Linked DNA regions of Muntiacus reevesi: region 2 is linked to region 1. The links are chromatin contacts, called in public Hi-C maps. All regions are on one chromosome and are shown on one strand. Each heading gives the region's core, a stretch centred on a gene start, on an enhancer-like site or on the middle of the called end of the contact. The rest is flanking DNA. Distances are from core to core; before and after follow the strand shown.

Region 1 (6,262 bases), core at 3,488-5,987:
ACCGTCGGGGCACTGGGACCGTCCATCTGGGCATAAGATCACTGGAAGGGGAGAGAAAGGTGAGGGGCAGCCAGGGTGGAGGGGACAGTCTCTCCAGCTCTCTCCAACAGGAGTTAGAAAAGGCCTCTCTTCATCCCAGACTCATACCTCCTTACCTGAACTTTTAGTCTTGTGTGCAGGCGTCTTCTTAGCCAAGGGGTGGGTGCCTGTGGCCGAGAGACAGCGGCCACGAGCCAGGTCACAGGACGTGCCATGGGGGCAGCAGTGTATCTTGTCTTCACAGCAAGAGGCCTGAGAAGAGATGGCCCAGTCTCTGTCTTTGCTCCCTCTATCCCTTCCTCTGCCCACACTGCCTTCCCTCGCCACCCTCCGTCTTCCCGAAGTTGTACCTGGGGCATGGGGCAGCATCCCCAGGAGCCATCAGGCATGGTGCAGCATGTGGAGGAGTTGGGGCACTGGAACTGTTTGTCAGGGCACTGGACAGCATCCAGGGGCTTGGTATCTGTAGACGGGATGACCCAGGACTCTGCCCAGTCAGTGACGGTCATTCCCACCATCACTCAAGGAGCTATGGGCACCAGCGCCTTTCAGCCCAGCTACAGGAGGATTCAGGGGCTGGCACTAGGGCTCAGGGCTCCCCCGGCTCTCTTAATCCACTCTCCCCCAGGCCAGTCCTTGTACCAGCAATATGCCACAGGGCAAGGGCGTCCACTGACTGGGTAGGCATTAAACCAGTGCAGCTTTTGGGACTTCCCTGGCATCCAGTGATTAGGACTTCACCTTGCAATGCAAGGGGTTTGGGTTGATCCCTGGTCAGGGGGTTAAGATCCCACTTGCCTCAAGTCAAGAAAAACAAAACAATATAAATCAGAAGCAATATTGTTAGCAAATTCAATAAAGACTTTTAAAATGGTCCACATCAGACGAGATCGGGCGCGTTCAGGGTGGTATGGCCGTAGACTAAAATGGTCCACATCAAAAAAATCTTTAAAAAAAACAACAGTTCAGCTTGGCCTGTCCTCACCCCCACAGTGCCTGGTCCTGGGCCTGGGGTCTTGCATTCTCTTCTGACCCCTCCTCATCCCTCTGTCCAAAGCAGGGTGTGTGTGTGGGGGTGTTGCTTAGTACAGATGTCATATAAATGAGGACACAAAGGCAGGAATCAAGGTCACTCTGCTGGCTGGGCTCCTGGAAGCTCCAAATTCTTCTGCTCCCACCTCCCTGCCCTCCGCCTCCACCTCTGCCGCACCTGATCTTTGGAAACAGGACCGCCCATCAGCGCTGCAGTGGAAGCCCCGGGGGCAACAGTGGCGGCCATCCCCGCATGACACAGCCTATGGGACACAGGAGCACCTTGGTTACCGAGGCCCATTTCCCTGGGGGGGTGGGAGAGTGCAGGAAAAGTGTAAATGCAGACCCAAGCTTCTCTGTAGACCTAATGGCACTCTCACCTCTGGGAACGGGCAGCAGCTGGAGGTCCCTGAGACAGTGAGGATGCAGGAGTAGCCAGGAGCGCAGTGGCCGTTGGCCTGGCAGGGTCGGCCCAGACGCTGGCTCAGCACAGCCGGCTGCTGGTCCTGGGAAGCGAGATGAGGAGATAAATTGAAGGACCCGAGTGAGCCTGGCCCACTCCTCTGGCCAATCCAAGAGGCCCGATCCCAGGCTTCCAGCTCTTTGCCTGGGCCGTAGGGCACTCACCGGAACGGGATTGCAGCAGCTGTAGGTGGCTCCATTCGAGTCCAGGCAGCAGGCCACAGGGCAGAGCTGACCGTCTGGGCACTGTGTTCCAGCCACCAGCCCTGTCACTAAGGCCACCCAGCTCACCAAGGTCCACATGGTCCACCTGCAAAGTCCCAAGAGGCATTTGGCAACTGGCTTAAGCTGAGGCCACCCTTGATTCTGGGACCAGTCACTCCCATCTGCCGAAGGCCCAGGACCACCTGAGCCTCCACAACAACAGCCTGTCCGGGCAGGAAGAAAGATGCAGGGCTTGAGGCTCAGCTTCCTACGTGTGTCCTGTGTGGGGGTCACACATGCACCAGCGAGTGTACACCCATATGCATGAATGCTCACATGAGTGTGTGAATCTGTGTCCCCAATATGTGGCCTAACTGTTGAATCTCTGTGGCTGAGTGTGTGCAGATGTGGGTATGTGAGAGTCCGGAAGATTTGTGGGTTTTGTGGGCCTGAACTGTGGGGACGTGAGCCACCTCCATGGGGGTGGGAAAGACATCAGTTGCCCATAAGACAGAACTGAAGTCTCCCCCTTGAAGAAAAGCCAGGGTTTCACTTCCCGAGCCAGCTCCTCCAGTTGCCTCCTCACCCAATACTATGTTCATACCTGCCCTCTGCTAAGGCCTGTTGGCCCCGGAGGGGAGGTCACATGATGACATGAGCAACCACGGGGTTGAGAAAGTTGTGAAAAAGGAAGTATGATGTTGAAGGAGTCTGGGCTACCTTCCCCGAAGGTCAACCACCACCTGCCCGCTGACTGTCCCCTCCCCATCCAAAGGAGACAAACAGGCTTGGTCAACCTTTGGGACACCTGTGTTCCATGGGCCCCCAATACCACCAGGCCCTTTCTTTGTTTAATTTTTTTTTAATTAAAAAAATTGGGGGGCATGCCCATGCAACATGTTGGTTCTTAGTTCCCTGATCAAGGATTGAACCCATGCCCCCTACATTGGGAGCTCTGAGTCTTAACCACCAGACTGCCAGGGAAGTCCCACACCAGGTCCTTTCAGGATCCTCAAACATACCCACCACGCTTCCCCTCTTCCTCTCTCTATCCTGGAGCAGAAACCCAGCTGCATGTAGAGAGCCCATATGTGCCCACCAGGCTGCCATTTGCATCAGCCAAAGGAAGCAAGTCTCATTCTCTGAAGGGGAGTGGCCTTTCATTTCCTGAACAACTCTTCCCCCAAGCTCAGCCAGCCCTGCTAGTTCAATGAGGCAGGCCCAGGAGATCTTACCCTGTCTAGAGGGGCCAAAACAGTCATGTGTGCTGAACCTTTTAGGAGCCAGTGACAACATTCTATGTTATTTTCTTTTTTTTCCTGTAACAACCATCCAAAATAGGAATTATTACCTTTAATTTTCTAAGGAGGAAACTGAGGCTCAGAGATAGGAAGTAACCCGCCCATGTCATATATCAAGACATAGAGATGACAGGCTCTGATGGCTCCAGAGTAAATTGGACCTGGGTTCACAAGTGGTACCATGGACAGTGCCTGGGAATGGACCCCCCAAACCCAAGGAGGATACAGGCCTGATGTCCAAGCAGAGAAGAGGAATAGAAATGTTTCTTTGAGCAGGTGGACTGGACCAAGACAGAAATGTGGGGTACAGGGGCTGACTGGATACTGCACATGAGTGCTAGAATGAAGGCCTCAAAAGTTGCTTCCTGTCTCTGGGCCTCAGTTCTCAGTGAGTCTGTGTGTGGACACTGCACACTTTGTGTGGCAGGGAATAGCACACACAGGGTCACTCACATCCTCTCTCCCTCACCTGGCTTTCCTCACTGCCCTCTCCCTAACTCAAAGACCATCCCCAGGAGGCTATCTCCTGTACAGGTGAGGCTGAAGGAGACTGGTCCTGGACCTCAGCCCTTTCACTCTCTTCCCCAATGCTCACAGCTCCCTGGAAAGGGAGCTGGCCGCCCTGCTTTTTAGGAGTCCAACCATAACCCTCCGCAGCCTCCTGGGCTGCCCTGGCCAGAAGGAATGCCTGTCCGCACACATCTCTGACTACTCAGCACCCTAGTGATTCATTTGGGTACATCCTTCTTCCTGGGTATCCTGAGGTTCGGAAGTAGTGTACGCTTCTACTGAATACACATGCATGCGCGTGCACACACACTCAGGACCAGAATGGGGAAGAGGGAACCCAATTCATCTCAGTAGGGTTCCAAGAGGTGACCTCTCACCCCCACCGACACTGCCACTACACAGAGGGAGGACAGGAGCCTCTTCAAGCCCCCAGCTCCGTCATCTTCCACTAGGTGGCAGCCCCCCACTTCGAGTGCCAGGAGAGAGATTTCCCAAAAGGTGAGCCAACCCAGCAGCGGAGAGAGCAGGAAAAAGTGACCGGGGGAGACGGAAGTTAGCTCGTCCCACCCCTCCACGAGAGGAAGTTAGAGTCAGACACAACCCAGGGGTTCAATCACCACTCCCGAGTCCCTACTGTCTTTAAGAAGGCCAGGGTCTCAAGCCCCACTCCCAGCTCTCTGAGATCGGGGGCCAGGGGCGGGCGCCTAGCTTGCTCCCAGCCGCTGAGGGGACTGCCCACCAGCACCACTACCAGCACCTGCCGATGGGGGCGGAGTCGACTCAAGAACAGTGATCTCTTCTTTGGGAGAAGGGGCTGCAGCTTCCAGGGATGCTGGAGAGAGAGAGCCCCTTCTAATGGGGGTCACTGCAATTACTGTTTACTCCCACCACCCATAAAACTCCCTCCAGTGCATCGGAGTTTCTATAAGGGAATCTTTTTTTGTATCCCTGCTGAAACTCCAGAGGAGCCCCATCTCCCACGTCCCCCAGGCTGGGCCCCTGGGAAGGAGCAAGCGAGGTCCCCCCTCCTTACCTGCGTCGGGGTCCGCGATCGCTGGTTAGCAGCGGTCAGGCAGCTCAGCCACTTGGGCCACTCGGCTCGACGGCCCACCCACCTCAATTTCCATTGGTCAGGTGTCCGGGATGTCGCACTCCCATTGGCTACTCGTCGACGTAAAGGCGGGGCCAACCTGGAATCCTGTGTGTCTTGTCCTACTCAAATTCACTCCCCTCCCTCCTTCCTCTCTCTCCCCAACCCCCCATTTCTAGGGATCATGTGATTGGGGAATCATGTGACGCCCTGGGACGGCTCAGCCTGTTTGCGGGTGCCCGCCGCCTTCTGTTGACCCATCCCGAGGGTCAGCTCCTTTCCGGGAACGTTGAGAGCCAAGAGATCTGCCCCTTAGTGGGTGCGTTCAAGAGCGTTTAAGGGGTGTCTCCTAGATTTAGAACATTTGTCTGTATTCTCTTCATCCCATGCAGATTTAAGGCTCGGCAGCCGGGCCCCAAAGGGGGCTGAATGAGAGTTGTGAGGGCAAGGATAAACAGACCTCAGGCCCTTTCCTCAAGGTGCTCACAGCAGGGGGTGGGGTGGGGGTTGGAGAATCGCGTTCCAGGTGCTCCGGGTGTGTGTAGAGAAGAGGTATTGGTTAGATCTGAGCATGAAAAAAAGATTTAATTCCACCTTGGGGGCACTTTTTGGAGCTGAGTCTGGGAGGATCTTAAGTGGCAAGTGGGGAGGGGTTGGAGAAGTGGCTAGACAGGGGGTATTGGGGAAAGCATTAGAAAACCAGATGGGAAGGGCAGCCTTGGGCGGGGATCGAACGCCAGGTTCAATGCAGTGCACGTGTGGAGTAGCTGGGTGTGTGGCACCAGGCTGGGCTGACTGGGTGTGGGTGCATACCGGAAGAAGCTCCTTAGTTTCAGTCAAGCCCTGCCTTTCGGGAATTGACTTGATGTGCGCAAGCGTGTGTATTCAGTCGTATCCGACTCTGCGACCCCATGAAGTCTCCTCTGTCCATGAAATTTTTCAGGCAAGAATATTAAAGTGGATTGCCATTCCCTTCTCCAGGGATCAAACCGCAGGCTCCTGCATTGCAAGCAGATTCTTTACCACTGAGCCACCAGGGAAGCCCAAAAGTGAAAGTGTTAGTCGCTCAGTTGTGTCCGACTTTTTGCGACTCCATGGACTGTAGCTTTCTAGGCTCTTCTGTCCATGTAATTCTCCAGGAAAAAGTACTGGAGTGGGTAGCTATTCCCTTCTCTAGGGGATCTTCCCAACCCAGGGATCAAACCGGTGTCTTGCACATTGCAGGCAGATTCTTTACCATCTGAGCCACCAGGGAAGCCAGTGAGGGAGAGAAAATATACCACACAGAACAGATTCACCAGTAGCAGGAGCTACAGGGCCTGGCCCAGGCAGAGATGGGTGAAGGGAGATGTACCAGGAGATACTGGAGGAAGGGCAGTGCTTGGTTGCCAAGTGGATGGGAAGCACTGTAGGTTAGGCAGAGAGCTTGGGGTGGGGGTGAGGCTGGGATTGGGGACAAATAGGCAAACTCAGGGGTGGTGGGAGTCTGTGTAAGGAAGAAGTGGCAGAGTTGAGGAACTATGTGACAGCGGTGCTCAGCCTGGGCCTGCAGAGGGTCCAAACGGTGGATTAGGCCCCTGCTGAGAATCAGGACTGTTCTGTATACTGCTATGCTTATTCCCTG
Region 2 (6,233 bases), core at 3,629-6,128, 130 kb after region 1:
ATTGTTTTGTGCTACTGTTCTTGCACTTTCTCACTTCACTTTGTTAACTTAGGTGGTTAGACCACTAAGGACTGAGAATTTGGAAAACAAATTTTCTCCCAGCATGCACTGCCTTGAAAAATGGAGGTGATGAACCATTAGGGTCAGGGGTTCACCCTGGTCATGCAAGGGCTTATCATTGAGCCCTCAGCCTCACCAGGGTGAGGAAAGACTTTCCTAAATGACCCAGACCTCTGATGGGAAGTGGGCTGGGCCAAGATGACTCACTCTCTGAGGTTAAGGAAGACAGCCTTCCCTCCACAGGCCTTGGCTGAATTCCCAGAACCACCAAGGGCTAAAGACCCAGGCCCATTGAAGACCTCTCCCTTTACCCCACACCCCTCTCTCACTCTTTGCCAAACTTCTGAAAAGCTCCTTGCCCCTCATGGCCTTCTATTTCCTCACCTTCCATTCACTATTCCCCTGAGGGGAATATGTTCATCATTACACCCAGTGGACACTTAACGTGTCTCTTGACTTCATGGTCTAGTCTGCTGGCATTGGCTCCTCCTCCTCATTCTATCATAGGTGTTCAAGTCACTCTATGAATTTCCAGTTATCACCCATAGTAACCATTCCAAAAAGTGGCCTCTATAGAGATGTCTCTTCGAAGCTGCAGACCAGTACAGACTTCAGTGTATCCTCTGGGATATCCTGCAAAGCAGATATCCTCTGGGACCTCATGACCCCAGATGAGCACTAAACATCTACTCATTAGTATCAGCCTTAACTCTTCTCCGTATTTCATCTCTCAATGAAGGGAGGTGAAATTTGCTCACCGAGACCAGTTTGTTCCACTTCTTGTCTCTCTCAAATCTGTCAACCTGCTTACATCCCCATCCTATTCAAGGCCATCACCATTGCTCATCCTCTGCAAAAACCTAAAACTCATCTTCCTGCTTGCACTCTTGCCCCCTACAGTCCATTCTGCACACAGCAACCAGAGCTATCATTTAAAAACAAATCTAATTTCTGCACTTCCAACTTGCCTTGTCTTACCACGACCCTACAAGGCCTGGCCTCCGTTTTCCCTCTCCCTTCCCTCACTCCACTCTCCCTAATCACTCACAAGGATCCAACCAAGGGATATGTCTTTTGCTACTCAAACATACCTACAAGACCTTTGGACTTGCTCTCTCTGCCCAAAATGCCATTCCCCCATCACTACAGATAGCTTTTTTTTTTTTCATCCTTCAGACTTAGGCTCAAATGTCACCTCACAAGCCTTTCCTGACCACCCTCTCTAGAGAGGCCTTCTCCTAGATCCCCTTGTTTCTGTATTTGTTTACCTGTTCATTGTCTATCTCCCCAAACCAACACATTCAGTTTGAGATATGTTGGAGTTATGGTGGGATTAGCTGGTGGAGACAACTTATGTGTTCATTCATTATAGTAATCCCAGAACCTATTCCCAGGTAGCTCAGTGGTTTAAAAAAAAAAAAAAATCCGCCTGCCAATATAAGAGATGCAGCAGATACAGGTTTGATCCTTGGGTCAGGATGATCACCTGGAGGACGAAATGGCAACCCACTCCAATATTCTTGCCTGGACAGAGGACCATGGCAGGCTACAGTCTGTGGGGTCACAAAGAGTCGGACACAACTGAGCGACTGAGCATACATAGCATACATTTGACAAATCAAGAAATATTCATTAGGGAACTTTCCTAAAGGTCCAGTGGTTAAGACTTCCAATACAGGGGGCCTGGTTCAATCCCTGATCAGGGAACTAGATCCCACATGCTGCAACAAAGATTTCAAATGCTGCAACTAAAAGGTCCCACATGCCACAATTAAGACCTAGTGTAGGCAAATAAATAAAAATATTTTTTAAAAGATCCGCATGCTGTGCAATACAACCAAGGGAATAAGAATGGCCCATAGTAATGTCATATATATATGTATTATATATTATATATAGCCTCTTTTTTGCCCAAGTCTAATTGCACAAACCATCCCAGACTCAAACACACCACACTCTTCTCAGGCCTCTACATATTCTGCCTATATACATAACTGTTCCCTAGAATGCTCCTCTTAACCTCTCTTTCTAGTTAATTCAAGGCTCCACTTGAAAGATCACTCCCTCTAGGGAGCCTGCCCTGATGTCCTGACAAAAAGATTTCTACCCGTTTGTTTCTTTGGCTGCCTGAATGCCTCCACATTCAACCTTTTTTCCACATCAGGCTTTGCTGGGTGGTAAGCTCCACTAAGACAAGGTCTGTGTGTCTCTCTGGCTTGCTGCTGTAACCCCAAGGCCTCACCCAGAGCCTGGACCAGTGTAGTCCTTAGTGTTTATTGACTGGTGCTAACTGTGGAGACCGGGCACGTGCCCAAAGAGGTCACCACCACAGAACCACTCAGGCCAAGTGCCAAATGAAGAGTACAATCTAGTTTTAAAGGAGTTTGTTGTGAGGGTGGCCTGGGTGGAGAAGTGAGGAAGGATTTAGGTAAACAGGGAGGAGACAGGAAGGCTTCCTGGGCATATGTAAATTCCTTACGGCAGGGTATATTGGACATATTCTGAGACCAAGAAACAGATCAGTATCGTCGGAGTGGAGGATTTCTGATTCACACTAAGACACTTGAAGTACTGGCCTCCTACTTGGCTCTAGACTCAAATTCAAATACCTTCTGAGAGTCTCCACAGGTAATCCCACAGTATAACTCCCAACGAATCTCAAACAGTGAGAACTCATCATTCTCCTGTATCCTCACATTGCCCTTCCAGAGTTCCCCATCATGGTTAACAATGTCTTCAGGCTCTCTCTCTCTCCTTCACCCCACACATCTCAAGCTATGACAAAAACCTACTACTTTTAAGCTATCCAGACTCCCCACTCCAGAGCATCTGCTTAAGTCTGGTCAAACAGTTCCCCTTGAGGACTTCTGACAGCCTGTAGGGTTAAATCCCACTAACTTCTCAGCACACCCTTAGTCCTGTGTGGTCTGTTCTGCTTACTTCTCCACCAATTCCTATGTTTCAGCCAGTGCAAGAAACCTTTCCTAAGAAACTCTTTTACATCATTTGATTCCTCCTCCTCCTAGCCACCTCTGTCCCCTATGGAGTTTTGTTTTGTTTTTTTTTTTTTGGCCATGCCACACAGTGTATTTGATCTTAGTTACCCAACCAGGGAGGGATCAAACCTGTGGCCCCTGCAGTGGAAGTATAGTCTTAACCACTGGTTGGCCAGGGAAGTCCCTAACTCTCTTATTTTTATCACACTGTTGGGCAATTACTTTCCTACAGGTCTGTCTACCCCACAAATTGTGAACTTCTTGAGGAAGTGTGTCTTATCTTTGCATTAACACACAAAAACAGCTAAGATTCACCAAACACTTACATTGAACTAAGTTTCTCATGTACTGATTTGTCAATTCCCACAACCTAATAAGTACTGTCATCATACTCAGTGACAAGAGAGGAAAGCGAGGCAACAGAGGGCTCATTTGCTCAAGTTCATTTGTCAAGTCCACAGATTTGAATTCAGATGAGATGATTCCTGGTCTTAACCACTTAGGACTAGGGCCTCAATAAATGCTTGCCGAAGATTAAAGAGTCAATGATGGTCCCAAAGCAAAGATTTAACGCTTTCTTCATTTAAACTCATCTTCTGCGGGGAGAGGACTGTCATACACCCGTTCCAGGACTCCAGACAGAGTAACCGAAACGGCAGCGCCGGTCTAGGCATCTACTGCGGCTGGGAAAGGCCCTTTGCTCCCGAAGAGGGACTGTGAGAGCGCGCGGATATAGGTACACATAGGGGAGAAGAACTGGGTCGGAGGAAGGGTCTGGCCACTGCCTGGCAGGCTAAGGAGAGGAGAGGTGGGGGGTCCAGCGTGGGTTCCGGAAGCAGGAAAGGCGAGCAGGTGTGGGATCTAAATTAGGATGAGGGCGGGGAGGGCACTCCGCTCAGAATGGCACAGTTCAGCCTCCGCCCTCAGTGGAGGACCCTCATCTAGGGCGTCTGTTGGTTCTGAGGCCCGGAGTGGGCTGAGATCAGCACAGAAACACGGGGAACCGAGGCTCGGACGAGGCCCCTCGGTTTTCTGCCCTGAGGTGGTAACTGCGTCCCACTTCAACTCTGGCTTCTCCACATAAGTAAACTCCGGGGTGGTGGCGCTGGGGGTAAAAGAGCCGGGAGCCCGGAGGGAAGGGCGGGGGAGCCTGGGCCGGAAGGCGTCCCAGGCGCGGTTGGAAGCCGGCGCTCTCTTTCGACGCCACCCGCTGCCCCCGCCCCGGAGCCGGCCGGGACGGCACAACGTCTCCGCCCCCAGCGCACCGCGCACCTCACCTTGAACGCCGCTCCACCCACCGAAATCCTATTGGGCCGGCCGGGCCTAGGCAAGACGGCGATTGGCCGAGGTGGCTCCCGAAGGCCCCGCCCATATCCCCGCCCCCGTCCCCGTCCGCCGGTACTTTGGACGGCGGCGTGGCGCCCCTCCTCCCCGCCCGGTCCCCGCCCCCTGGAGCAAATGCTGCCGAGCTGCGGCCGCCGGGCAGATGCACGCGCTCGGGCCCTTCTAGCAGGCGCGAGCAGTCGCTGGGCGCGCGAAAGCGAAAGAAGGAAGAGGAAGGGAGGGCGGGGGCGGGGTGTTGAGGAGGGGCGGGAGGAGGAAGAGGAGGAGGTTGGAGCGCGCTCGCGCTTGGCCTCGCGCCCGCGCGAAGGGAGGGGGAGAGGGGCGCGCGCGCGCACGCTCGCGTTCTCGCTCGCTCCATCCATCCATCCTCCGGTCGCGGCACGCGCGCGCGCTCCGGGCTCGCGCCGCACCCCCCGCCCGGGAGAGGCGGGCTGGAGTGGGGGGCGGGGGGAGGGGCGCGCGGACGGCGCGCGGACTGCGCGCGGGCGGGGTGAGGTGAGGAGGAGGAGGCGGCGACGGGACGAGAAGGGAGGGGAAGGGGCCATGGCCGCCCGGTGAGGCGGCGAGGCGGGGGGGCGGCCCGACCCCCCGGCCCCGGGCCCTGGGCCCCGGGGAGAGGCGAGGACGGACCGACGGACATGGGGCTCCGGAGCAGCCGCCGCCGCCGCCGCCGCCGGAGGACGCGGCCCTGAGAGGCCGCCGGGCCCCGGCGCGGCCCCCCGGGCGGGGTGAGTACGGGACGGAGACGGGGACGGGGGAGGGGCCTGTGGGGGGCGGGGGGCGGGGCCCGAGGCGGGGCTTGGGCCCCCTCCCCCCAGGTCTGGGTCAGCGCCCCTTCCCCTCCCCCCGGGCCGACGCGGAAACGCCCGGCTTCCCCCGGCTTCCCGGCCCGGCCGGGGCCCCTAGCTCTCCCCCTGTCTGGGTCCCCCCTGGGCGGGGCAGGGCCGGCCGGGGAGGGGGCGCGGGGCCTTTGTTAGGGAGCCAGGCCCCAGCCCCCGGGACAATAGAGACACCCTCCAGGACTCCTCTCCCCGGCCGGCCGGGGCTGTCGGCGGGCGGGGAAGAAGAGGGGCCGGGACGTGTCCCACTCTGCCCACTCTCTAGGGGTCGGTCTGTCCCGGACCGGCGCCGGCCTCCGGCGACTCGGCTCTCCTCCCCCCAGTCGGTATGATGCAGCAGCAGTGCCGCAGGGACGGGGGAAGAGCCGAGGCCCGGCCTCCTACCCTCCTCAGTGCCCCCGGCTCGTTTGTCAGTCCCCACCCCACTCTAGGCCGGCAGCTCCTTAAACTCGTACCCACCGTTCAGAGGGGCCCCGGACTGTGTGCTCTGTTTCTGAATCCTTTGGTGGGGATTCCTGGACTTTGGGGCTCTTGGAGAGACTTCCGGGCTGGTCCTGAGGGAGGGAGGGTGGTTATCTCAAGAACAGGTAAGGGGAGTGCCCACTCCTGGCATGCCATCCCACCGGATTCTACCTCCTCTTTCTTGCTCATGGTGGCTAGGATGCCCTTTTAGCTCTAGGCTTCTGTGGGCTCTGCTCTCCGTCTGCAGTGGCAGGCTTATTTCAAGGGAAGACAGAGTGGGGTGAAGGTTGTAGGGTCCTAGGGCCATTCCTACTTCTGGTAGCAGTACCCCCCCAAGTGGACATCCTGGCTGAAAGCAGAGGTGACTCTGAGGAGAGCCTGGAAGGGGGGGGGGAGTGTATTTAGGAGTCTGTGCAGTTCTTTGCCACACCCTGTGGGTTTGCTTTGAGGCCTTAGAGTTCCTTCTCCTCCCCCTGCTGCATTGCACCATGGGTATGGAAGAGGGGTTTGAGTTTTGGGAACCTGGGGTGAG

The links. Hi-C and Micro-C count contacts between places; a contact is called where the count stands out from the background.
Region 2: a contact with region 1 is called in a Hi-C map of blood, with 3 times the contacts expected there. The contact joins the promoter of ATXN7L3 here to the promoter of GRN in region 1. A contact is called at or near these places in 2 of 3 Hi-C or Micro-C datasets (blood and muscle).

What each region holds. Positions count from the first base shown.
Region 1 is chr18:18,390,580-18,396,841 of mMunRee1.1, forward strand. It overlaps GRN (granulin precursor), which reads right to left and starts at 4,738. Exons shown (of 13, transcript XM_065909074.1): 1 at 4,582-4,738; 2 at 1,699-1,843; 3 at 1,452-1,577; 4 at 1,250-1,334; 5 at 390-502; 6 at 156-291; 7 at 1-41. The coding sequence starts at 1,836.
Region 2 is chr18:18,518,674-18,524,906 of mMunRee1.1, forward strand. ATXN7L3 (ataxin 7 like 3) reads left to right here and starts at 4,879. Exons shown (of 13, transcript XM_065909834.1): 1 at 4,879-5,128.